Regions from separate parts of the Mus musculus genome. Here region 1 is linked to region 2. A link is a contact called in public promoter capture Hi-C data. All regions are on one chromosome and are shown on one strand. The core of a region is the stretch at or near the end of the contact, and the rest is flanking DNA. Distances in the headings are between cores, read along the strand shown.

The links. Promoter capture Hi-C pulls out the DNA fragments that hold promoters and counts their contacts.
Region 1: a contact with region 2 is called in a promoter capture Hi-C map of embryonic stem cells, with 5 times the contacts expected there. The contact joins the promoter of Dynlrb2 here to the enhancer-like site in region 2. A contact is called at or near these places in 12 of 39 promoter capture datasets (3T3-L1-derived adipocytes, the C10 cell line, the HPC-7 cell line and 8 more) and 2 of 9 other capture datasets (embryonic stem cells and liver).

What each region holds. Positions count from the first base shown.
Region 1 is chr8:116,502,680-116,507,358 of GRCm38.p6, reverse strand. It overlaps Dynlrb2 (dynein light chain roadblock-type 2), which reads right to left and starts at 2,344. Exons shown (of 4, transcript NM_029297.1): 1 at 2,310-2,344. The coding sequence starts at 2,312.
Region 2 is chr8:114,501,744-114,506,402 of GRCm38.p6, reverse strand. The region is part of intron 5 of Wwox (WW domain-containing oxidoreductase); the gene reads right to left. Among named protein-coding and RNA genes, the nearest start is that of Wwox, 64 kb to the right of the region's middle. Within about 2 kb of position 1,557, at least 27 of the 459 cell types and tissues checked have an H3K27ac peak or open chromatin away from gene starts, as enhancers often do.

The sequences.
Region 1 (4,679 bases), core at 1,095-3,594, 2.0 Mb before region 2:
TGGAACTGTTAGGTCTCTTATGGGGACTGTGTAGGAAGCCCCATCTTGCACGTGACCTAGGTAGATTGCCAGGCTTCAGCCCCAATGAAGACAAGAGAGCCTCACAAGGGATCCTCAAAGCTTATGTGTTCTGATTTGCTAGAAGGGTAGTGTTTATTTATTTGCTTGCTTTTACATTGCCCAGAAAGCTACCATGGGCCATCATTCAGCAGCTCCCACTTCCATACTTACAAAACACTTCTTTCGTATGTCATGGCTTTTAAATATTTATAGATCATCACTATATCCTCCGAGAGTGTCCATAAGCTGCCCTTTCTGAGACTCCTTAGTTACTTCTGTTTCCCCCATTGGGGGTTCATTCTGGTGACCAAGCTTACAAAGGGCAATTCTGTGCAAGCATTGTATTGCAGGATGCCGGAGCACCCTGGCTGTGTCTTGGTTGAAGCGGAATGTTCGGCTATGGGTGTCTGCATTAGGGACTCGCATCTGGGTTTTACGCTTACCTTTTTGAGCTGGCTGAGACTAAAACCACTCGGTTCCCTGTGCTGTCTTATTCCCAACAGCACATTGCGACTATTTACACTTCTTGTAAAAATATAGTTTATTATTTTATAGGGATGGATGCTTGTCTGCACGTATGTCTGAGCACCATGTGCATGCGTAGGGCCAGTGGAGGCCAGAAGAGGGTGTCAGATCACTTAGACATAAAGTTACAGACAGCTGTGAGATATCAGGGGTTGCTGAGGCTTGAACCTGGGTCCTCTGCAAGAGAACCTAATGCTTTTAACCACTGAGCTTTCTCCACAGCCTCATATGCATTTTTTTTGGATTTTTTTTTTTTTGAGATAGGATTTCACAGTATATAGCTCAGCCTGGTCTTGAACTTGCAGCAGTCCTCCTGCCTCAGCCTCCTGAGTGCTGGGACTCCAGGCAGGCATTACCGTGCTCCACTTAGCCAGGCAGTTTTGTGATGAGAATCTATTCTATTGTTTTCTTTCCCAACATCTCACAAGTGAACACTACGTTACTTCAGTCAGAGACAGGCTTCCTTCTGCACCCATTGTGGAGGTGAGCAAGCACTTTTCTCGTTTTTCCCACCACCAGGGCAGGTGTCTTTTGAGGAAATGTCAGGCTGGATTAGTGGCTTTCCTCATGGTGGACACTGGTAACATTTAATTTAGCATGTTCTTTAAACTACACCATGGCCCAAAGCTTGGAGAAATGCATCTGCAGAGGCCACCCCAGGTCACAAACGGGCTGTCACAAATAAAGAGGACTGTGAAAACAAAGGAAGAGAGCATATGTTTACATTTCAGTAACACGAAAGCTCTGAGCCTGAGGTGTCCTCTGGAAAGGAAAAGGAGACATCGCCAGTGACAGTAATAGCAAGAATCTGATAGTGCCAGGGACTTGTTTTGTCTCATACACAGCCTGGGACAAAACCAAAACCAAACCAAACCAAACACCAAAACCAAACAACAAACAAACCAACCCAACCGACCAACCAAGAAAACGCAAACCCCAGTAAATGTAGACATTTTTTTCTTGGGGTATCTCTCTGACACTTGGCATTTCTTGGTCTCCTTATGTCTGGCACAGAATACTCACAAACCAGCCCAGTTCTGATCGCCTTAGGGGCTCCTCAAAGTCACGGACCTCTCCTCCCTTCCTCCACTGCTCCTCTCAGCTCTCTGCTCCTCACCTTTCCTCTCCTCCAAGGTGGTTCTCTTCTGACTCCCAGACCCCTATTGCAACCTCCTGTGTCCCCAGGCCACTCCTGTGCCTCTCCTCCTCTCCCCTTCACTCTCCTTCCCTCCTCCTCCTCTCCCTTTCCCTTTTCTCCAACCCTTTTCCTTCGTTTCTTTCTCTCCCATCCCCTTCCTTCTCTTCTCTTCCCCTTTGCCTTTCTTTTTCCCTTTCCTTTTTTTTTCTCTCTTCTCTCTCCTTCCTTTTCTGTGCAGGCGAGGTTGGGGTAGCATCCCACCTTCCTCCCCGCGTTCTCTCTCCATTCCTCGCCCCCCCTCCTAGTTTTTATTTCTTCCCTCTTTGTCTCTTACTCATCTCCCAGCCCCCTTCCCATTTTTTTGTTCTCCTGGTCTCCTTCTTTCTCAGCTTGGGATCTTTCTTTCTTTCTCCACCTCTGTCATAGCTCTTTGCAAACTTTTCTGGCTCCCAGATTCATCTCAACACCTCCCGTTTTTTCAATAGCGCCCTTTCCAGCTGTCATCCAGTAAATGGTGAGACCCTCCCAGGACAGCTGTGCACATGAGTCTCCCCCTCTACCCTTCTAGACAAGAACTCAGATTTACCATCGCGCCTGTGGGACAGCTCCTGGCTCAAGTCTGAGTTGCAGTTTCTGTGGATGTCAACAACGCTTCCCCCGTTGCTAGGCAACCAGGCAGGAAGTGGCTTTCTGAAAGCTATGGGCTGCGCCTGCGCAACGGTTAGGCTGTTTCTGAAGCCGGCTTTTCCGCCCTGCATGTGGCAGGTTGCTTTGCAGCCTAGCAAAAGAAGGCAGGCACGGACGTTCCTTCCCAGGAACCTCAAGGCGATGGGGTCGTGGCAGGATACAGTCTCTCCTGGGTTTAACTTTTCTTCTTTTTCATGCTTTCTGGAGATGTGGCCGGCACTTGTCCCTGAGTCAGGCAAGTGTAGGTAGCCACTTGACCGCCCCCACGTGAGATATATGATACACACATGGGTGCCAATAATACCATCCTGAGATATAGAACTATCCATGTGGGAAACAATAACACACTGTGGATATGGTAGCACGCAGGGAAGGTGCTCATGTCCTAAAACCAACCGATTTCACTTTATCTCTGAGAATTTGGTACTAGAGCTGAGCCGATCTAGAAAGGGTTTGTTCTGCTGCTGTGATAAACAAACAAACAAACAAACAAAGAGCAACTTCGAGGAGAAAGGGTTCCGTCTAGCTTACAATTCCAGGTCGCAATCATTGTGGGAAGGCAAGGCAGGAGCTTGAAGAATCTAGTTAGATCCACACTCAGCAGGGGGAGAGAATGAGAGAGGGGGGAGGGGGAGAGGGAGAGGGAGAGAAAGGGAGGGAGCGATAGAGGAGGGAAAGTAAGAAAAAGCAGAAGAGAAAGAGGGAGGAAGGAAGAAAGAAGGAAGAGGAGGAAGCCTTTATCCACAGCTGTGATGGGAGGCAAGCAGGATTCCAGCAGGAGCAGCTCTGGCAGGAGAACAACAGCTCAGAGAGAAGTGGCCAAAGTGACTTCCAACCAGCAGTAAAGTCTGATTCTGCGCATAGGGAATCAATGGGGGAGAACGGGAGCCACTTTCTCCTCATCGACCTTTCCCTCCAATGATTTCTCGGAGGTAGCTTGGTTTAATTTTGATGCCTTCTCTTTGGGGTGGGACTATGATGGATATCCAAGGTGGTGCTTTATAAAGCGCCTTGAAGGAATCCAACATGTTCTCGGGCCCCGTCCTAGGTACTGGGAATTCTTTCCACCCCTTCCACCACCTCCCAACTCTCCCCCTTCCTTTAAATTCATGCTAAGTGCTAAATAACCTTCAACTCCACTGAAAGTGTTAGTTACTAAAACTTGCAAGCACTTGGAAAAACCAAACCGTAGGCATATTTTACTCTTCCTTGCCCTTAACTGTCAAAAACCAGAACTTCCTTCCCAACAAGAGGGGGTCTCTCTTGTTTGTTGACTGTCTCCATTCTGATAGAATCGCAGTAATGCTGTGACCTTGAGTTTCCCCTTGGTATCTTATTTACTTTTCTATGTAGCTTTGGCACTCTTTTGGCAACCATTGAGTTGGACTGCACTTTTTATATCTTGTGTTCATTTTCCTTGTGAGATTTTCCTATTATAGTACTCTACTTTAGGGCATCTTAAGCTTTATCCAGTTACAACCCATTTCTCCCACCCCCGACAAATTTATTATTCATTTTATGTGTATAGGTGCTTTGCCTACATGTATGCCCATGCACTGTGTGTGTGTGTGTGTGTTTGTGTGTGGTGTGTGTGTGTGTTGACCCCAGAGGCCAGAAGATGTTGGATCCCCTGGAACTTGAATTACAAACAGTTGCAACCTGCCATATGAGTGCTGTCAATTGAAGCCAGGTCCTCTGCAAGAGCAACCAGTGCTCTTACCTCTGAGTCACCTATCCAGCCTTCCCAGATAAAATTATATGTGGTCTTGTGTTTATAAAAGTAGGTATAGATATCAAACATTTACTGATAATAAATTATAAAGAAATTTATTTGAACACAATCCTTTGGCCTACATAAAATCCTACCACTCATTAAAGAGAAAAACAATTTGCATGATAATGGATAGGAAGTGCTTGTCTGTCTAACTTAAGCCAATTCAAAGAATCACTAATTTGATTCTTACATACTGAGGAGTGGAGGTAGGAAACTATTAGGAATCTTTGTTGCTGTTGTTGTTTATAATTAAATATTAGTTTCTATAAGAATAGAAAACTCCTTGTAAAAACCACCAATGCAACTCTTAGCCTTCAGTTTGAGGGAGGGTGTTTGGGGTGTTTTAGACATTGTTTGTTGACTTTACACGGTGAGGGCATACACAAGTTGAGTGCCCCTGATGTATGTTCAGAGCCAGAGCTGCTGTTAGTTTGCAAAACACAACTCCATCAACAACAGCAAGACACCTCATATTCATGGAGTGTTTAATTTTGA
Region 2 (4,659 bases), core at 308-2,807:
GATGTTCTAAAGAGATGTGGGCTGGTGGATGAGGACACAGGCAGGGCTCTGGGATGATTAGCCTGGGGACCATGAAGACAGGTACGTCTCAACAGCTGACTGCATGAAATGTATGAAGAGCTGTCCTCCACCTTAGGTACAGGAAATGCATGTGGGTATGGGAACGGAAAGTTTGATGCTGAGAAAGACTTAGAACTTTCTGACTGTCTAGTTTGACCAAACTGGTGAATTCCAAGACAGAGAAGGCACCCAATGCTTAACTCTGGCCTCCACATGCTCATACCTACTTACACACATGCCACACACACGCACACACACACTCGCAGGCATATACTTGCACACACACACACATAGCAGACAATCAGTTAAAACAATAGCTACACAAGGGCTTGGCTTGCGTTAAGTGTAGCTGTGTCAGGCAGTCCTCAGTCTGATCTGCGACATCCCAGCCATATACCCCTGTCCACGTACACACGGCAGCAGGTAATCCCGAGACTTGGGAATGTGGACACTCACACGGGCCAATGGGACATGAGCCTTGGTGACAGGTCTCACTTGGGAGCAGAAGCTTGGCTGCAATACAAACCAGCAAGCCTCTTCCTTCCTGTGCATAGCATCCAGCTATGTGGGCTGCAAGCCCGCCCCCCTCCCCCCACGGCACTCCCAGAAACACTGGCTAGAGATTCAGTCTAGACAAGAGAGACCTTGGTAGCTTTATGCTGTAGAGGGTCCACAGGGGCTGTTGGGTATTACGTCCTGACTAGCCTGTCCTGACCCACAATTCAGTTGTTCGTTCTGGACATGTGACATTAGCTATCCCATCCGGGGAGTCTCCCTGAATGTGAGGGTTTATCGCATCTGCTATATAACCCAGGCTTGGCTTTACAGTGGTTTCATTGCTCACCATAAAAACTGTGATAGTCAAACTGTATAAACAAACCAAACAGTGTTTTCACCGTAAAACATGAATGAAATATCAATATTTGCCTTTGCCTTCTCGCAGCAACTGTAATGAGGGTGGAAAATTCATGCCATATGTTTAGAGTAGAAGGAGAAAATAGATCCCAACAATTCATCCGAGCGGGTCCTGGCTACACTGTTTAATATTTTTAATCCATCCGTTTCCCTTCACATATAAATCCTTTGCGAATCATGGACCACTCGAGACTGCCAGTTACAAAATCCACTGCCATTTCTACAGAGGGCTCTTTGCTGAGGAGTAATGAGGCTGGTGGCTCCGCCATGATGCCAAAGGGCTACGCCACCCTTGCAGAGCTCAGCTTGCTTGCCCAGGCTGGAACAGGAAAGCACTTTGAGAGAGACGTAAGTAGACAGAGCCTCCCTGGAGCTACAGGCGCAGGAGAGCCCTTGCTCCTGACAGCTCCCATCCCCCACCCCCACCCCCACCCCACCCCCAGCCTTCGTCCACACAGAGCACGCTAAGTGAATTGTGCCTGCGAGGACCTTCTGATATGGTGTGTGTTCAGGGTAAGGGGTGTTATCTGTAGCTCCGAGGTTTGTGACAGGCTCCACAGCCAGCTTCACAGGCGGAGAGCAATGAGGGATGTTTTTATTTTGAAGCTGTGATTGAGCCCTGGATGTGAAGCTGCTGAAGCCTGCCCAGAGTGTTTGCTCGGGCTTTTTAGGATACGAAGCCGAAAGGCGCAGAGAATGATTCAATTTCCTCCAAATTGGCTCACGGACCAGAGGTTTGTAGAAGCTGTCACCATCCTGCAAAATCCAATACCACAGTGAGGAAGCTTTCCTTTGAACTTGAAGCCGACGGACCCAGAGGATGCTGTGTCTGGCCCTGAGGCCGGCCCTGCTGAGGCAGAAGGGGCTGCTGCTGGGAAGAGGAGAGGGAAGACGAGCAGAGCATGGAGAGGTGACGAACAGGGGCTTCCAGCACTGTGAGCAGGGCACTGCTGTCCCATTTACACCTGACAATCATCTTGTGATGCAGGGAAGCAATAGGAAGATGGAGGGCACATGGAGGACCACTGAGAGCTAAGATTACCACACCACTACAGAAATGTAGAGCCAGGGAGAGTTCCGGCCAACCTTGGTCTAAATCCAAACCTCTGTTCTTAACCACTAACTGGCCTAGCAGCATCAAAAATCAATCATTCAATAAATAAAACTCATCTTTCCAGTTTAGCTTGGTGGGGCACGTCTAAAAATCCCAGCACTGGGGAGATACAGAAATAGGAAGACCAGAAGTTCAATGTCCGCTAGGTGACAGAGCTCTGAACCCACCTGCCCCTTGCACAAGTAACACTGAGCTTGGGACATAACCAGATCTCAACCCCATCTACCTTCATACTAGACAAACAGATAGACATATGCATGCATGCACACACGCACATACACACACACATGCAGTAACCAGTGTCTTGGATACCATTACTCATTTACATGTCTGTCACTGTAGCTCAGACTCCATGAGGACGAGGCCAATGAGGTGTATACACACACACTCACAATCCAGTAGACTACACGCACAGATGCTGTCGATAAGTATTTGTTCACTAAATAAGGAGCCCATCCGACAAACGATCGATACACAATGGGATCAATGCTGTAATCAATCAATGCATAATTTAAAAACTGAACGCTAAAGGGGACGTGGAAGTGAAAGACGGATGTTGGAGAATGTGAATAGGGAGGTGTGGGGGAAGGGATGAGGGGGCAGTGACTGTGACAAAGTACATTAGATGTCTGTGTGGAAATGTCACAATGAAACTCCTTATCATGTAAAGCTAGAATATGCCAATCTGAAGTTAAATAAACAAAACCAAATGCATTCTGTAAGTTCCTGGGAAGCAGGAAGCTTTGATCTCTCCAATAGTGCTCAGCACAGTACCCAGCTGAGAGGGGTAGAATGACAGGTACTTTTGGAATTGGGGGGGGGGGACAGAATAGCATCCTGGAGAATCCTGGGGAGACTCTGGAGAAGAGACGGGCATGAACAGAGACTCATGGAGCACAGGGACATATGGTAGGTGGACACGCTGGCTGTGATCCCTCCAGGCTGAGGAAGCAGTCTGTGCCAAGATTCAGGGAGGTGGGAAGGTTGGGCGACACAGTGGTTCTGATACAGCTTGAACAAGGAGCAGAATGGCTGAGTGGCCAGGCATGAGCTGGACAAGCAGGTGAGGCCATTCTGCATGTGTGCCACAAGTAGGGGTTTTTGACTCTATCTTGTTTGCATGTGGAGTATACACACACACACACACACACACACACACACACACACACACGTACACATGTGCACACACTAGTGCAAGTGGGATAGAGAAGATGATCGTGACTGAGCCTCCTCAGGCGCTATCCACCTTTTTTTTGGAGACAGGGTCTCAGTGGCCTGAAGCTTGCCAAGTAGGTGAAGCTGGCTGGCCATTGAGACCTAGGGATCTGCCTGTCTCTCTCTCTCCCCAGAGCCAGGATTAAAAGTGTGCAACAACAAACCCAGTCTTCTGTAATATAAGTTCCGGGGATTGAACTTATGTCCGCATGCTGTAAGGCGTCTCCCCAGCCCCACTGGGTTGGCTTTCAATTGTTTCTTGTCTCTGCTGGCACTTGGATACTACACCACAAACCATTCTAAGTACTCCGGTATCATTCTACGTTCCTGGTGAGTGACATGACAGTTGATCTTCACAAGCCGATGTTGGGTACTATTTGGGTACTACTGGCACCCCATGTCACAGACAGAACAGGAAGTGAAGGAAGCCTGGCTCTCGTGTGGTACAAACAGGACTGAGACTCAGGCACACCGTAGTCTGGGTCTGTTGCTTAGACCTGCAACGTAGTTTATGGTCCAACCCTTTCAGGCTTTGCAGTTTTCCCAGATAACCCACCCTGGTGCCCAACAGATGGAGATGTGTGGACACTAAATGAATCCTTTCCAACAACTACTGAGCTGACTTTGAGAGCCATTTATTCTTCCTAAGTAAAGGCTTCATATACTCCAGTTTGTCCACTTACAAATTTAAATATATATACTATGCTTTAAAAAAAAACCCTATATTTAATTATACATGGCATCAATGAAATTTCACTTGGGGAATGATAATCCAACATAAACAAATGCTTCCAATTTGGGGGGGGAAAGCTATAATTTAAACTAAATTGCTATACTATCCAGGAAGAAAGAAATGTGTTCTCTTCATAGGAAGACAAAGTATTATCTGGGATTCAGTGGCCCCAGCCAATCAGAACATAGCATCAGCAGCAAAGGACTGGAAGCGCCCTAAATTCCGCCCCCCACTGGTTCAGATCCCGCTGCTGATCCAGGCTGCAGTGTGTGCAGTGTGTGCTGCCTGCCCTGGCCTGACTTTCATTAAGGTTTAAACTCAATTAAGCCACGGATTGGAACAATCATTCCTCCTTTGCAAAGTATTGATATTTGCCCCCCAGACGCTTGAGGGCTTTTCCAGCACTCGAGAAGAGATTTATGTTAGACAATTTCTTTCTGATTAAAACAAATCATAGCTCAACAATTCTAATTTCTTCCTTTCTAAGCAAGAAATGACCAGGGGACATAAGACACAGTGAGCCCGCTCCCTCATCTGGCCCAGGCCAGTCCAGGAGAGCTCTCCTTAAGAGGCTCCCAGGAAAGTTTGCAGCTCTGCTTTGTCTCCCTGTCTTTGTCTGTCT